Linked DNA regions of Hordeum vulgare: region 1 is linked to region 2. The links are chromatin contacts, called in public Hi-C maps. All regions are on one chromosome and are shown on one strand. The core of a region is the stretch at or near the end of the contact, and the rest is flanking DNA. Distances in the headings are between cores, read along the strand shown.

Evidence for each region. A called contact is a pair of places that touch in the nucleus more often than the background predicts.
Region 1: a Hi-C map of leaf shows a contact between it and region 2, with 3 times the contacts expected there. The contact joins the promoter of LOC123443681 here to the enhancer-like site in region 2. A contact is called at or near these places in 3 of 6 Hi-C or Micro-C datasets (leaf and seedling).

Annotation. Positions count from the first base shown.
Region 1 is chr3H:294,069,298-294,071,997 of MorexV3_pseudomolecules_assembly, reverse strand. LOC123443681 (CBL-interacting protein kinase 8) reads right to left here and starts at 1,315. Exons shown (of 14, transcript XM_045120179.1): 1 at 993-1,315. The coding sequence starts at 1,172.
Region 2 is chr3H:293,415,457-293,418,156 of MorexV3_pseudomolecules_assembly, reverse strand. It overlaps LOC123443678 (ell-associated factor Eaf-like), which reads left to right. Exons shown (of 4, transcript XM_045120172.1): 4 at 1,087-1,656. The coding sequence ends at 1,511. Among protein-coding and RNA genes, the nearest start is that of LOC123443678, 24 kb to the left of the region's middle. Within about 2 kb of position 1,391, at least 2 of the 3 cell types and tissues checked have open chromatin away from gene starts, as enhancers often do. A contact at or near this core is called in leaf, where this site is marked.

The DNA.
Region 1 (2,700 bases), core at 66-2,565, 650 kb before region 2:
AAAGAGTTGAAATGCCTCAAATCCTCGGCAAATAAGAAAGGAAGTCCTCAGCCAGAGAATATAAGGACCAGCTATGGTCAGATTGAACATCTCCTCCGTCTACCGCTTTCTAGCACCAAGGCAAACACCAACCAATCATAGTATCTGCTGATCGCGGATTAAAAATCAAAATAGATGCGCTCACGAGACACTCCAAGAGCATTTGGAAGGAACGACAGAGGCAGAGACACCCAGTTGTCGGTCACCAAACCCAATCCAGACAAAATTGTTGAAGTGTACATGTGGATTGCCTAGCCCTTTCAATCAGTTCGGCTAGTCCATGTAGCTTACCATGGTATCAGAGCTAAGGTCTTGAGTTCAAGTCCTGGCTTTTGTAGTTTATCTAAAAATTGTTACTGCACCTCTTTGTGTCCATGCATAGGCCTCTTGAGTTATACCTGTAAGTCTCCTACCTCACATTAGAGGGGATGTTGAAGTGTATATGTGAATTGCAAGCAGACTTTTGGTTGCACTGAGTGGCTAGTGCATGACACTTAACAAAAACAACTCGGGTGTGTTTGGTAACTTTTGGGATGGGGAATCAGAATTTAGACGAGGGAGTAGTAATGAGATTAGCGATGGGAAATAATATTTTACTTCCAATGACTTGCTTCGTATCGGGCGAGTATTACATGTGGGAATTTTAAAGGGGTGTTTATTTCCTTGTTTGCTTAGTGCGAATTCATCAGGAATGAACCAAGAGATGACAGGTTAAGTTATGATGAAGGGTGGAGATGTTCTACATAGATCGATTAATTCTCAATTCCCATCCCCGCCCCTGTTAATAAAATGATGGGAACTCACGCCCAATCCTTCCTGAATTCCCATTCCCTCCAACCAAACTGGTGACTATATATCTCGAAACCCCTAAATTCCCATTTCCTCTCTCTAATTACCTCCCAACCTAATAAGAGATGGATCTAACCGAAGCAGAAAACTAAAATCCTCCTCACCTGATCCACCATCTTGTGCTTGAGGATGGAGGAGCGATCGAGCACCTTCATGGCGACGCTCTCCCCTGTCTCCGTGTTCTGCGCGAACTTGACCTTGGCGAACGTCCCCTCCCCGATGGTCCGCCCGACCTCGTACTTCCCCACCCGCCGCAGCGCCCCTCCCCCTCCTCCCCCAACCATCGCGAGGAGTTCAAAAAGGTAGGAAGTTACAGCTTTGGAGTCGTGCTGCGGCTCCGGGCGGGCCGGGGGGGGGGGGGGGGGGGGGGGGCACTCAGGACTCAAGTGCCTCAGCTCAACAGCGCCATTGATGAATTAGATCTGGCACCGCAGCAAGCGACCGTGTGTGCCGCCCGGTTTAAATGGACGGGGAATTTGCCTTTTTTTTTACATTTTGTTTTCATTAATGGCCGTTGAATTAAGCGCGCCCCGGAAAAATTATTTGTCCCGTACACGTGCAGAGGCCAATCTGATTGTCGTCTTTTATTGTCAAATGTTCAATGATTGTCGCCCGCCGTGGCCGTGGCAGCCATCGATCAGGAGTATGATTGGTTTTATGTTAAAAGTTGACATGCTAATACTTCCATTTTTAAATATGGCTCACAGTTCTTTTTAACATATTTGTAAAATTTTGGTTTAAAAATTTTGAACGGAAGAAACTCGATTTGTCTTTCAAAATCAGTGCAATCCTAAAGCTACAAAAAATCTTGTTTTTCTTAATCTAAAAATTATGAAGAGTCGCTTAAAAGAAAATGTTTCGAAATAGAGGTATACCCCTATCCTATCAACTAATTCGGTTCAGATTGCCACCGAACGCTCCATGAGCTCGACCCAAAAAACAACCGGGCACTCGCTCTATGCTCGTGTTCCCTGTTCCCGCACCAAGGAAAAGAGCAACTCGCACATCGGCTAGGGTTGTCGCGCCGTTGACGAACCCACCTCGTCGGCGAGTCCCTCTCAGCCGTCGGACTTTGCTCCCGTCATGTATTAAATAACTAGATCATGAAAGGCGCGCGTTGTTGCGCCCGTCTATTATAAATTTAGGATCAAATTATTATTGATATATTTGTATAACAGTAATTATTTTCTTGTGGTTTGCGATGTTTATTTTGTTGCATTTTATTTGCTTTATTTTTTTGAAAAATTTGTGGTGTTATGGGCCACATAATAGTAATTTTCTTATTTGTGTGTAATATTTAAATTAGGCTGATAGGGGCCTGTATAGGTATTAATACTTTTGCAACAGCAGTTTTTGTGTATTGATGTGTATGTTGAACGTTTTTAATGAGGGTTTAATTCTGTATATTTATGTAGGATCGTAATCGCTTAAGGTATATTTGTATTACATTAATTATTTTCTCGTGGTTTGCGATCTTTATTTTGATGCAATTTTTTTGTTTTATTTTTTGGAAAATTTGACGTCTGGATCACACCACCCGCGTCGTTGCCTCGTCTGGAATACACCGTCCGCGTTGTTGCCTCGTGTGGATCAATCGAGCCCTACAACGCGTACACAGATGGGCTATCATACCAGCCCATCCAAAGCCCAATCAACCACAGGCCTTCGAAAAAATCGCCAGAGTAGCAGCCCCTTAGGACATGCGGCCCGAGTCGCGGTAATCAAGTGCTGAAACGATCATCTGACGGCCATAAATGATTAAAAGCAAAATCTGACGATCGTTAGTGTTGGGAGCGTGAGAGAGCTCGCTTT
Region 2 (2,700 bases), core at 142-2,641:
GGCGAGGTACGCGATGCTCGGGGGACGCTGGACGACGCGGCGATGGTGAAGAAGCTGCTGGTCACGGTGCCGTATCGGTTGTACGCCACGGTGGCCGGCATCGAGCAGTTCTGTGACATCGAGGGGATGGCCTTCGATGAGGCTCTCGAGTGCCTGAAGGCGTTCGAGGAGCGCACACGGCGGCGCACGCAGGGCGACGACGAGCGGGTGGATGGACAGCTGATGCTCATGGAGGCCCAGTGGGCTGCACGGCGGCGACAGAGGGATGGCGGCTCCGACGACGACGGGACGTCAAGCACGGCTTCGGGCAACTGGAAGAAGAGGCGCGGGCGCTGCTACAATTGCGGGCAGCATGGCCAATTCAAGTGGGGCTGCACCAAGCCGCGGAAGGCGCCGGCGGCGGAATATGTGCTCCTGGCGGACATCGGCGACAACCTCGGGCCGACACTCCTCTGAGTGCGGCTTAGGGGTGAGTGTTGGGCAATAAGCCGCCGTGGGCTCGGTCTCGTGCGCTGGGCGCGTCGGGTCCGGGCCGTGACGGGACTCGGGTGCGTGCGTGTGTGCCCGAGGGTATGCGTGCGTGTGTGCGTTGAGTAGCCTGCGAGATCGCAGGAGGAACGAGTCGCGTATACCGGTAGTGGCCGCGTTGTCCGCGTCCAAGCACGGCGGGAGCGTGAGCCTGGGAGGTGCGGGGCGTGGCGAATGGGGGCATGGGCGAGGTGAGGCGCGTGCGTATAAAGCCTCCCCCCCTCCCCTCCCGCCCTGTGTAATCGCTGAGGAATTGAGTTCGTGCTCAGAAAAAAATACAGCAAGCGCCGTTCGTGTGGCGAGGTGCTCGCCTGAAAATCGTCTGTATTCATCGTCCTCCCCTCCGGTCTTGTCTCCGGTGATCGCCGGCAGTCCGCGGTTCTGTTGCCAACAGATCATGGTGATTCTTCACCATGCATCCATGCTACAATCGCTGTTCGATTCAAATTTATACTCTGAAGCGTTGCCAAAGATTGTGTTATTTATGATATGCTAAATTTCTTGATTTGTCGGGCAAGATTGTAAGAAATGCTCTCATTTGCCCCTTGCTAATGACAGGACCAAGAAACAGCAACAGGAGCTCTACATATCAACCAGTCACCGCAGACCCATTTTCCTCTTCGCCTGATCCCAATGACCAAGATGAAAACCTAGACATACTCGGTGATGATGACAATGGTTCACCCAATAATATGGCCTCAGCACAAGGGACATATCGCGGTTTTGACATCAACTTGCCAAATCAGCTCGACATGGATGATGAGGTTGCTGATGTTGATGTAAATGACGAAGCTGTGGAGGGACTTAATGCAGCTGAGGCGCTGCGAGCTCAAGTCAATGCAGAAGGACAACAGGCGGAGCAGGCCACCTCTAGTTCAAGTGGAAGCAGCAGCGGGAGCGGGAGCGGAAGCGGGAGCAGCACTAGTGGTAGTGACGACAGTGATGGCGATTCACCCAGCTCCGGAGGGGATGTTGATATATGAGTTCGCTTTCAGGCTGCTGACCTACTTGTTGTCTATGAATCACAATCAGTTTCCTCTGACCCATATTAATTGACTCTGGTTTAGTACAAAGTTCTATGGTGCGAGCGATGCTTCACTTATATCATACCTGCTTATACTGTAACTATATCCAAGTTGCATTATCGCTGGGCTAGACAGCTATGCTATCATTTACTCCCTCCGTTTCTAAATATAAGACCTTCTAGAGATTACACTATAGACTACATACGGAGCAAAATGAGTGAATCTATATTCTAAAATATGACTATATACATCCGTATATAGTTCATAGTGTAATCTCTAAAATGTTTTATATTTAGGAACGGAGGGAGTATTTGTAACCTCATGGAATGTAGGTCTTCATTATGTATTAGATGCCCTTGACCTGCTTGGTTACCTCCAAGCATAAAATTAGCACACAGATCTGAGAGTCCTTAGAGCATCTTCAATAGATGATCTAGATCTAAAAGTAACCAACCTAAAAATCTACCTTCAAGAGATGATGTAGATGCAATTTTTTTAATTACCTCCAAATGATGTACTCTCTCCGTTCCTAATATAAGTCTTTTTAGACATTTTTTTAGGAGATTACATACAAAATAAAATGAATGAATCTACGCTCTAATATATGTTTATATACATTCATATGTAGTTTTTTAATAAAAACTCTAAAAAGACTTAGATTTACGAACGGAGGGAGTAAAATACAACACTTGGAGATGTAAATTTGCATCTCCACAAGTTTTGTAAAATGGCTGGTCGCTTGGCAGTCATACAATTGTCTAATCATTGGCCCATGCCTTTGTCGTTAGTGAGTCGTCGTCCGCCAATCCATCTTCGAACCCGTCGCGACCTTGCTGCCTATCGCTGTCACTTGCCTTGCTACCGAAGCCATCGACAACACTGCCAATTTGATTTCGCTCGCCTCTTACCATGCGGCCTATTCAGGGTTTGTTGGAGCTCCGGCTGCCATAATGGCGTCAGACGGTGTGATCGCTGACGTGTCGCTGCCTGTGCTAGTTGTGAGCCGTCGTCGGAGCTAGGGGAGCCCCGCTACACCCATCCGCGCACCCCGCTATGAAACAAAGGCTCTGTTTGGATCCATGGGTTAGAGATAGTTTAAGCTAGTTGGGGTTCAAATAGTCCTAAAGTATCAAAACATAAGGGTTAG